Linked DNA regions of Mus musculus: all the other regions are linked to region 3. Evidence: chromatin contacts called from public Hi-C and HiChIP or PLAC-seq data. All regions are on one chromosome and are shown on one strand. The core of a region is the stretch at or near the end of the contact, and the rest is flanking DNA. Distances in the headings are between cores, read along the strand shown.

What was found. Hi-C and Micro-C count contacts between places; a contact is called where the count stands out from the background. HiChIP or PLAC-seq counts read pairs in DNA pulled down with a chosen protein or histone mark.
Region 1: a BATF HiChIP or PLAC-seq map of CD8 T cells shows a contact between it and region 3, with 9 read pairs. The contact joins two enhancer-like sites. A contact is called at or near these places in 1 of 15 datasets of contacts at CTCF or cohesin (CD8 T cells) and 1 of 115 datasets of contacts at active chromatin or transcription factors (CD8 T cells).
Region 2: a contact with region 3 is called in a Hi-C map of group 2 innate lymphoid cells, with 4 times the contacts expected there. The contact joins two enhancer-like sites. A contact is called at or near these places in 4 of 484 Hi-C or Micro-C datasets (Th2 cells and group 2 innate lymphoid cells) and 1 of 115 datasets of contacts at active chromatin or transcription factors (CD8 T cells).

The regions. Positions count from the first base shown.
Region 1 is chr2:9,799,960-9,803,952 of GRCm38.p6, reverse strand. No RefSeq gene overlaps it. Among named protein-coding and RNA genes, the nearest start is that of Gata3, 77 kb to the left of the region's middle. Within about 2 kb of position 2,187, at least 35 of the 459 cell types and tissues checked have an H3K27ac peak or open chromatin away from gene starts, as enhancers often do. A contact at or near this core is called in CD8 T cells, where this site is marked.
Region 2 is chr2:9,376,313-9,380,257 of GRCm38.p6, reverse strand. The region is part of intron 1 of Gm13219 (predicted gene 13219); the gene reads right to left. Among named protein-coding and RNA genes, the nearest start is that of Gm13219, 26 kb to the right of the region's middle. Within about 2 kb of position 2,082, at least 7 of the 459 cell types and tissues checked have an H3K27ac peak or open chromatin away from gene starts, as enhancers often do. A contact at or near this core is called in Th2 cells and group 2 innate lymphoid cells, where this site is marked.
Region 3 is chr2:9,576,442-9,580,171 of GRCm38.p6, reverse strand. No RefSeq gene overlaps it. Among named protein-coding and RNA genes, the nearest start is that of Gm13218, 15 kb to the left of the region's middle. Within about 2 kb of position 2,136, at least 15 of the 459 cell types and tissues checked have an H3K27ac peak or open chromatin away from gene starts, as enhancers often do. A contact at or near this core is called in CD8 T cells, Th2 cells and group 2 innate lymphoid cells, where this site is marked.

The sequences.
Region 1 (3,993 bases), core at 938-3,437, 220 kb before region 3:
CAGTTATACACACATATACACACATACATTCTCACACTTACACATACACACACATACACACACATACCTATACACAAATATACATACCCATGCACACATATACACACACACACACATATACACACTCAAACATGCAAATACACACTCATATATACATATATACACATATATTCACACACACACACACACACACACACACACACACACACACACACACACACACACACACACACAGAGGAGCATGAGGGTTTGGGCCTGGTGGCACACTCCTGTAACCTCAGTACTTAGGAGTCAGAGACAGGAAGAGCCTAGTGAGTCTGAAGGCAGCCTGGTCTATGTATCAAATTCCAGGTCATCCAATGAATACATAGTGAGATCCAGTCTCAGCAAACAGAACCGGGGGCTGGAGAGATGGCTCCACGGATGAGATGTTTGGGAATACTTCCTGCTTTTGCAGAAGACCTGAGTTTGCTTTCTAGCTCACAACTGTCTGGAATTATAACTCCAGGGGATCTGTCTTCCTAGTCTAGCCACTGTTGAGGTGTGTTCTCACATGCTCACACCCACACGTAGACATGACGTAAAGTACAAGAGACCTTAACGAACAGAACGAAGAAACACGCAAACGCAGGAGAGAAGGAGACTTTCAAGATCCGCCAGCTTCTCACTGTCCATCACAGCACTTCTGAACACTTCTGGTGAACTCGCTCTACGGAGTATTCTCCAGTCGTGGGTGGCTAAGTGAGGGTCCGAGATCCTGTGAACAGCACTATGCTGATCACCTGCTATTGTGAATGCTCTCCTGTAGCTTTTGATCCAGTGACTCATCCTGACTCACTCGCTCTCTGGTGTGCCAGGAGAGTTAGTCTGATCAGTTTCATTAGCTTTTTTTTAAAGGGTGTTCATTGGGTGACTCAGGTCCGTCCAACTAGTTGTTACATTGTTACATAGATGAAAGACCCCGTCGGTAAGATTTTCTGTTCTTGTTTGCTTTTTACTTTCAAAATCATGGCCTAGGTGGTGTTCTGTGACTTGGTTGGTGTTGGGAGGGATGCTGCTGCCAGAAGACTGGATTAGGAAGAAGCCCCAGGAGGCCCGGATTCTGGGTCCAGCTAGCCACCTGCAGCCTTAGGCAAGTTACACAAATTTCCTGGTCAGGTTATTTCTTGAAATAAAAAAGGGGAAGCAGTGGATGGATGAGAGTTACGCTTCTGAGAATCCGTGCCCCATTCTGGGTAGAAGGTGGACCTGTCACTCAGGGATATGCTAAGTCCTCTGAACTGCTGATGTGCTGTGGGAGTGAATAGCAACCCTGGTCAGGCTGGGCTGTCCTCTTCATCTGCTCCTGTGTTCCCTCCCACTTCTCATTTTTAGTGAGTTCCAGAATCACTAAACCAAAGTGCTGCATCTAGACAACTGTGTTACTATGTGCAATGAAAGATTATTATCCCCCCATTTAGAAAACTAAAGAAAATTATTATTGGAAAGCTTTCCTTACTTCTCCTCCATCATCATCATCATTGTCATCGTCATCGTCATTGTCATCGTCATCAGATACTAGGAGAATGCTCTACCACTGAACTATATCCCCACCCCACACCTCTTTTAAAACTTTATTTTTATTTTTATTTTGAGACAGGGTCTCACTAATTATCCCAGGCTGGCTCAAATTTATAATCCCCCTGCTTCAGCTTTTCCAAGGAGCTGAGATTATTGGCTCTACATTATCAAGCCTGTTTAGAAAACGTTATTTTTTTTTTCTCTGTAAGATGTCACTATCCTGACAAGCATACCATAATACTGCCCTCACAAAACATGGTTGTATATAATTGTTCCGCTGACAAAGACCCTGTTGTCTTTACTTTCTTTAGTTAATTAATGGATTCATTAATTAATTGGTTTTGACATGTGGGTATCTCAGGCTGGCTTGAAGCGTACGGCAGTCCTGCCCTGGTCTTTCAAATTCTGGATTACAGGTGTGATTACCACATTGTCACCTTCTGAGTTCTTGTCCCTGCCACTCTGAAGGTCTCCTGACTTTGCCCCTACCTTTCTTTCCCTGGCTCACCATTTGCCTGCCCTACCTCTCCCTTCTTTTACTTCGAGGCTGCCATTGTCTTCCCTTCCCCTTCACAGGGGGTAGCTGGAGAGGGAGGATGTGGTCAGATCTGATGAGGTGAGAACCAATCCAGTTCCCTTTTCCTTCACCTCAGCCCCTTGGCAGATGTGAGACTCAATCACACCATCTCCGCCCAGACCACGGGTGGAAACTCCAGAAACCTCAGCCTTGGGACACAGTGGCCACACTCTCGTTTCGGAGTTGTTCTAGAAAGCCTTCTGACAGTAGGTGTCAGTCACACTGGTTAGCAGTTCATCTTCACAGTGGCGCAGAAGACACCACAGAGTTTGCTGGTATTGGGCAATCACACGGGACTGTCTGTGAGCCTTCCTGATTTGACGGAGGTCTCCATTTGATTGGGTCTTCTGAGTGTTATGTGTCCACCAGCACTGAGAGTTACAACTGTCTCCCTAAACAATACACTGGTGTTAGTCATAATGGAAATACCATAGCTTGTTATAACTTGGGTGGTATTGTATATTCTATGAGCTTATAGATGACAGTTAATTATTATTGCATCCAGTCTTCTTATTAATAAAAAGACAAAAGGGAGGTTTACAAGTTGGCTCCGTGGTAAAAGGAGTTGTATATGCATGAGGATCTGAGTTCAAATCCCCAGCACTGACACAAGAAACCAGGAGTGTGCCTGAAACCCCAGAGTTGTGCCGTGATGAGAGAGGAAGATGTCTGCCTTTGCTGATGGCCAGCCTAGATTTAGGTTGAGAGAGAAAAACCATGATGCAAAGGAATATGGTACACACACACACACACACACACACACACACACACACACACAGAGGCATATACTTGCACATGCAGACGTGCACATACACATACACACATTCAAACACACACAGAGGCATGCACAAGCATATACATAGGTACATGTGCATATACATGCACACACACATGCACACATACTATACATGCCCATACACACATGCACATACATACACACACATGCACACACACATACACACAAATGCACACACAGGCACATGTGCATACACACACATACATACATGGGCATACATGCACACACATACCCACATGCCCATATACACATGTACATACATATGCACACACACAGGCACACATGCATGAAAAGACACACATGCACACATACATACATGCCCATACACACATGCACATACATACACACACACATGCACACACACATACACACAAGCACATGTGCATACACACACATACATACATGGGCATACATGCACACACATACCCACATGCCCATACACACATGTACATACATATGCACACACACAGGCACACATGCATGAAAAGACACACATGCACACATACATATGCACGCACGTGTGTGTGTGTGTGTGTGTGTATGTGCACGTAAGTGCACATGCACAAGTAGATGAAAGTCATGGATGGGCATGAGTTGCTCCTGTTTGTTTCTCTCTCTCTCTCTCTCTTGCTTGCTTGCTCGCTCTCCTTGTTTTTCAGTGTTGGGGATCAAACCCATGGTCCTGTACAAGACCATGTCCAAGGCAAGTACTGGGCCACATCCTCTGACACTGTTTTTGAGAAACAGTCTTAACGTACAGACGGGGCTGGTCTTGAGCTCTTGATGTCCTACCTCAGCCTCACTAGCAATGGCACCGCAAAGCTGTGCCACACCATGCCTTATCAGAAACGAGCCCATTTTATAGCCTAGGTTGTAATAGACATTTAAGTTCATTTTACACCTTGTATTCCATGGAACTTCAAAATGCTCTCCACATCCAGAGGAATCTACAGTGGTTTCCATAGCTAGACGAGTTTCTTGTGGTCTCCTCTTTTAAGGGACTTTACAGTGGTCTTTACATCAGGGGACTTCACAGTGGTCTCCACAGTTAGGGAATTTT
Region 2 (3,945 bases), core at 833-3,332, 200 kb after region 3:
ATCACAGTTTTTACTTGAATTTTATGGAGTTGAGCTCACAATTGCTTGTTAATTCACCTTTCCATTTCCCCTTTCCAGTTATTACCAGAAAGTCCTATCAACGTATTGGTTCTCACAAAATAACTCCTGTATTGCGTTTCCTTGGAGTGAAAGGTATGTAATTTTCAAAGATTTGTGCTATATTCTTGCTGGGTATGCTCTGCTTGTTCTGTCTCTGCACTACTGATATATTCTGCGGCTGACTTCTGCTTTGATGGCTAACTAAATGAAAAAAATTTCCAAGATCTCAGTTTATCCAGAAAGTGCAGCCACTTGCTCTCCACTGTAGGTCTCGTGTTTGCAGTGGTTTCAACTATACAATGTTAGCGGATACTCTTCTCTGCTTGTGCTACATTCATAGTTTCATTATGGATCCTGGAGGGATGAGGCTACACACTCCAAGTTTCAGTCTCGAGAGTCTTTTGGCTTTGTCCCAGAGCTTAGTGTTCCTGTACAGTAGACTCTGTTCTTTCCAAGAGAGAGAGAAAAAAAAATAGATTCAGCAATAGTCTCTTTGTGCATCATGCAAACAGACTTACTGGTTTTGCATTTATTCGTTATCTTAGTGTACCTGGGCATTTCTTGAAAGTAGGGTCAGTTTGTTCTCAACCTTACAAACCTAATCTATATGAAGATGAATAAACTAATAACTGTCCTATTACTTTGTGGTCCTGTGTCCCATTAACTTTCTTTATAAATTAGGTAATGGAAAGATAGATATATTGCTAGCTTCAAAAGTGGCTGTTTTAAGGACTGAAGATGTGACGTTTTGATAGAATATTTCTGTAGAATAGGTAAGAGCGTGGGTTTAGTCTCTAGTAGTACAAAGAGAAATCAACAGGTTTTAGTCTTGAAGGAGAGAAAGGGGCAGGACAGGTTTTCCAACAAAGTCCCTGTTTCTCTGGCAGGGGATGATGAATTGCGCTCCAGTTATCTGTTGCTTTCTTGGAAGAATTCAGAACACTGTGTTTACAGTAGTCCCTAATGTCTACTATTACCCTCTTAAAACTGGGTAATGGATTGATGGATTGGGAACCAAATGCATGCAGATAAAACAAGCCTGGAGTTATTGAAGTGAAAGATGTTTGGAAGAATTTTATTCTTCCTGAGTTGTTTTGAAGGTGTGAGATGTTGCTGTTAGACATTTACAGCTTTAAATAAAACATTAAACATAAAAATAAAAAACATACAAATAAATAAATAAAACATAAACATAAAACATAAAACTTTAACTTTAAATAAAACATTAGTTACCCTGGAAGAGTGAGGGTCTTTAAGCATTTTCTTATTTGAGCTCACTAACAGGAAACTGAAGGCATGAAAATATTCTTAAAGAAGTAGCTGGCAGGGGAAAAAAAGGATGGGACAGTGGTTTAGAAGCTTTTAAGTGTCTTAAAAATGAGCTCTGAGAAATCAAAGGAAAGAATTATGTACCTAGTGATCTATCTATTCATTTCTGAGGGTTCCCACGCTTATAAAGAAATATAACAGAGAGGGAATTAGTTAAGTGACTGGGTTCACTGATAGTCACCTAGCTCATCGATCAATTTTGCAGTACAAGGAAAAATGTTTAATGAAATACCTGAGCAATAGAATTGCAGACAAAAAGCACACACTTGACTAGACAGCAAACTTAACAGAGAAAAGAGATCAGAAAGTATGGGATTAGCCATAGCAAGAAACCTGAGCATCTGCTTGTTAACATGTGCAGAACCATCCCTCACTTGCTCCAAGTTTCTCTGGTGGAGATCCTTAATTGTTATGATCATCTGAGCCATGCTTACTTGATTTCATCCAAATGTGCTTTCAGAATTACAGAAGTTGTCTCTTTCTCACACTTGGCCAGGCTTCTTGCTATTCAAACTATCAGACCTGACATTTGGTTCCTGCCATACACAAAGCTTGAGATGACAGGGAAATTGTTTTCTGGGAACCATCTCTCATTCCTGCTGCTGATGAATTGCCAAGCCCTTCTGAGAACACAACCCATCAGTCCTTTGAAACAGAGCGTCAGATAACGTAGTCACGCTCAGCTGATTCTCCAACAGATAAATGGTGAACTTCACCGAAGCTACCTGCCCACAAGTCTTTTGAGCTGAAAACAGTCGAGTCTCAGATAACAAAGGAACTTGATGACTTTTAGCATAGTCATGGTTTTCCTTGGCCCACACATAGACAGTGGTGATTTCTGGGTCTTTTAAAGCATTTTATTTGCATATCTCATCTTTAGTAACTCATGCTCGAACCACAGAAATGGTTAGAGGATCCATGATGCTAGACACACACGACATGTTCAAGAAATATTAGAGGGACCAAGGAAAGGGAGAGCTAGACTTTGTTATGTGTAACTGGCCATTGGTAGCACTGCTGCCTTTGATATGCCCCCCAAGAAGTATTTTATATGCTCAGAGCTCAATTAATTGATACATAAGTATGGTCCTCCTCAAGCATAGAGGTTCATTATGCCAATGTTTGTATCTTTCCATTTTTTTTACTGTGGCTTGCAAACATTAAAAATAAACGCCCAAATAAGCTAAGACTAGGGAATGAGATATTGACTATGACCCAAGATTCTAGCATAGCTAGTCACCGACAGACTAGCCTGGGGACTGGATTGTGTTAGGTGACATGCATAGATTAATTTTTCTAGATTCTTTGCTAGAATAGAGTACGGCAAAATGTTCTCATTTTGTAAGGAAGGCAGTGTTTTAGATATGATTTAATTATCCGGTAGTAAGGACCTTGCAAAAGAGACTTAAAGGACTTTTAGTCACCTTCAAGGTGACCTCCATCATCTTGCAGACGTGAGCTTCAACTGATATGCTATTTTGATTTTGTGTTTTAAATCAGGGCTGATGATTTTGACAATAGTAATAATAATATGAGCACTAATAGGGTTAATACTTATTGAAAGTTTACAACATGCTGGGGATCACTGATAATTTTTTGACATCTATTTTTTAATTCAATGCCTACAACAATCAACCTGCCGGATAACTGCTTATTACAATGAGGAAGCTGTGGCTTAGAGTTAAGTAAATTGCCCAAGGCCACAGAGCTTGTTAACCGGCAGATCTACACTGGATTTTAGAAGTAGGTTGTGCTGGTGCAGATCAGTCAAAGCAGAAAGACTGATAGTAATTTTAGGATTTAAATAGGTTCAATGCAAGCAGAGCAGACAAATAACTAACTACAATTCATAGTTTTCTGCACATGTCTGTTGTTTTAATTGCATTCAAACCTTTTGATCAAGGGTTTGCAAATTATGGCCTCTGACTTCAATCTTATCTACCACCTGTTTTTATATGGATTGTGAGCTAAGAATGATTTGTTTGCTTTTAAATGGTTGAAAAAATTGAAATCATATTTTGTGGGTATGTGAAAAAAATATGAACTTCATACCCTCATGTCTATAAATAGGTGTTAATAGACTAGTGTTAAAATATTATCTACCCTGGTCCTTGGACTACAGTGGTAGAGTTCAATAGTTGTGACAGGAATTTGGTGGTAAGCAAAGCCTAAAATATATATTGTGTGGTTCTTTTCATAAAAAGCTTATGAGGAGACAAAGGTGATACTACATACCTGTAATCCCAGAACTTAGGATATGAATATAGAAAGGTCATCCTTAGCTATCTCATGAGTTCTAGGATATCCTGGATCATAAGAATTCTTGTTTCAAAACAAAAACCAAAACAAAAAAAATCTGAAAGTCAAAAAGATAAAGAAAAATCAAAATCATAACAGCTCTTCCTTTTAACTTTCTGTAGCAAAGTGGTGGGAAGAAAGATTTTAAAAGCAGATTGAATTATACATTTAGTTTTCCTCACTTTTATATACAATTGGAAAATGCTATTTAACTGTTATGTACCTCAGTTTCAACATATGAACAATGGTGACAATTGT
Region 3 (3,730 bases), core at 887-3,386:
AATAGAACTGGATACATACAAAAAAAGTCTGGTCTGTCAGAGAGACGACAGAAGATCGGTTACATTTAAAGGCAAGTAAGCTATTAGATATGTAGTTAGCATTTAGTCATCTATTATTCTGCTGGGACAAACCAGTAGGTTGTGTTCTTGAAATATGTCTTCTGTGTTTAGCTGGCAATATAGATCTAGAATGGTTTCATCTAAGATGGAATATCTGAGCACATCCAGGGGGGGCGCAGAGATGGGAATATGTGTGTGCAGAGCCGTGAAGGGAAGTAGCAATGAAAGTCCAAGACGTGTAAAAGGACAGGGACACAGACTTCTTGGAACTTGTGCAGCCTAGAGTCAGTGTTTAGGGCGTGGCTAGAAGGAAGGATCCATGTGTGGTGGAGGCAGAAGCTCTAGCCTGTGGTTGACTTGGACTTGACAAAGTGGGCGTTAGGTAGATACAGTGGGGTTTTCAGCATCACCAAAACCACTAAGGTTTTGGGCACACAAACTTAGCAAATTGCAAAGTCCAAACTTCCAAAAGCTGCTAGGAAGTTGGCAGTGCCCCTTCTAGTCTTGGACACTAGAGATGATGGTCAGGACTGGGCCGAGGAGACTTGAGTGTCATTGATGGATGCTAATTAAGCCACGCAGGAGTAACCTTCTGGTCTTCACTTCTGTCCTTATCTCCCAAAGCAGATCTGAGGCTGAGGTCAGGGCCAGTCCTATCCAGACTGAGAACATGACAACTCTCTTCTTCCCAAGGTCCTCTTGACTTAATACTTCTTTTCATGTTGGTTTTGAATTCTGATCCTAGTTTGAATGTGTTTATAATCCATGACATCTAAGAGGTCATCTTCTGGGTCAGCCTCTATCGTAGTGATGCTGAGAATCTTTGTTTCCTTTTGGATTAAAGATCAGCCCACATACCTCTGTTTTCTTCTTGGTAGATAGTTCTGAGCTCTGATTAAAAAGAATCAACTACGTTTTCAGCAATATCTTTTAAAACAAGGACTGCAAGGTTGCTTACACACTTTTCATAGAAATATTAATTACATTAATTTAAAGTTTATTCTATATTTATGTGCTGGAGTAGAGGTCTATGGGTAGAGTGCTTTCTCTGCAAGCATGAGTTTGGATCTCCAGCACCCATACACAAGGTGGGCACAGCAGCCTTCACGGTAACAGCACTGAGGGCACAAAGATAGCAGATCCTGGGAGCTCACTGACCTGCCAACCTTGAAGAAATGGCAAGGTCCTATTTCAGTGAGAAACCCTATTGTAAAAAAAAAAAAAAAAAAAAAAATTAGGTGCAGAGTGAGAAAGACACATATGAGCTGTCTTTGGTCTCCAAAGGCACCCATAGTTGAATGTGTACACACACACACACACACACACACACACACACACGTGTGAGAGTGCATACATACATGCACATACACAGATGCACACAGACACACACAAACACACATATACACATACACAAACACACACACATATACACACACAGATACACACAGGCACACACACTTGAACACACATATAGGAACACACACACACACACACACAGATGCACACAGGCACACAAATACATATAACATGGGCACATGCATATATATACACAGACATGACACATGCACACACTACAAACTACACACAGAAAAATACTAAAAAAAATCAACATATATTATTATAAAGTTATTATTTTGACCGTTAGCATACAACCAATTGGCAACATATTATGGGAGTGGGATGATTAAGTTGCACTCAATTCCATGCCACATAAGAAGGAGTTTTGGGCCCACCCCCTCACCCTGCCATGTACTCACTCACTCACTTCCCACTGAGAGAACTGACAAGTCACTGAGAAATGACAAGTCACTTTACCCTGTACTTGCTTTAGTCAAAATGAAAAGCACTTCGAAGAAAGGGTCCTGGGTACAGAGGCTGAGGGCGAGTCCTCAGGCTTTCTGCTGCCTCCCTGGAAACCCACAAGCTTGGCCTTTACCTTAGATGATTCTACCTTGACAGAGATGATTAAAAGCCCGCCTTACATAGAATCACTTTCTTCAACATTTGCGCAGTGGTGATCTTGTGCTTTGGGGTTTTCCTCAGTGTTTCCATTAAGTTACACATCTGTGCCTCCTCCCTTTGACCTCTCTGCACTGGAAAGAAATAAAACACCCCACATTAGCATAACTCCCCAACCTGACAGGTAGCATTTAGCCACTGATTTATAGTCTCTAGCCTACATTAGTTTCCATCTTCCATCCCTTCCCCACCTCATGCAGACCCTGTGTGCTTTGTCAATGCTCACTTGTGTGTGTGTGTGCCCGTGTGTGTGCGTGTGTGTGTGTGTGTGTAATGGATGTGAACCTAACCATTAACTTCACATCTCTGGTTTAATGCAGATACTTTTGTTAAATGACAATATAATTACCAGTCATCGGCAAACCTCAAAAAGGTTGGGAGGTTTGGTTCAGTTAAACACCCAAGAACTCAGATCCTTATCTGACATTTACCCCTCGATTTTGGCAGGCCCAGGCTGGCGAACTCTCAAGGTAGATCCACTGTGTGAGATCTCTGTCAGCAATTCTGTTGTTCACTCCCCAATATCAGTTCTTCTAACCTTCAGGCTTGGTCAATGGAGCCCAAAACACAACCACTAAAATGTAAAGAAAATGTTGTCCCCATCCAGTTGAGGTGAAGAAAGTTTCCAGGAAGACATAGAAAGCAACATCCTAAAAATCATGGTAGAGGAAAACCTGCTACCATTTTTGTTTTGTTTTGTTTTGTTTTGTTTTGTTTTGTTTTGTTTTGTTTTGGTTTTTTGCTTAGCTCAAAATGTTCAAAGCTGCAAAGTTTTTGAGAAGTTTGGACATCAGGTTGGGGTGGTGGAGAGAAATTGCTGAGGGTGAGAGATAACTCGGAGGTGTGTGTGTGTGTTTCCTAGGAAAAGTGTTAATGTTTAAACACCTTTTGGTATGCTGAGGCAAGCCAGTGGGTAATGTACTTTTAAAAAAGAGGTTAAGATATTGTCAGCCCTGGTGTTTTGTGTTAGGTTTAGAAGGTATGTGTTGCATCAGTGGTGGTTTTTCCAGTTTTTCCTTCTTCTGAATGACTGTTTTGTTGTTTTGTTTTGTGTCTTTTTGTGTGTTTCCTGAAATGAGAATGGCCTTAACTCTTAGGGCACATCTACCCATGACTTAGAGAAGTGATATTGTCTCCTGTGTAGTTTTGGATGGTCAGTGCCAGAAATAGGCACAGCTCCAGAGTCTGTATTTGGTATGGAACTCTTAGTATCTGTGTGGCACTGTGTGATCCCTTACGGAGAAATCCAGCCTTGAAATAAAAACGCTGCATTTTTGAGATGTTAGAGCATATTGTAGTGGGAGGAAAACTCTCTCAATCTCTCTCTCTCTCTCTCTCATCCTCCTGGTTTGCCCCAGTACTCGTCTTTTTAGTTGGGTGCTGGGTATGGAACTTGGTCCTCATGCTAATGAGCCAAAGATCATACCAACCGAGTCACTCCCTCAGCTTGAATCAAAACTTAAAAAACACACTTACTTACTTCATACTGAATTTATTACTATGTCATATGTCTTGGTTTCTTCAGTTTCCTCTGGAATATCTTTTTTTTTAAATATTGTTTTTTGAGTTTATAGTATAATTACCCCATCTCTTCTATCTTATATACCACCAAACTTTCTCTCCCATGTAACATCCCTTCCTGCTCTCTTTA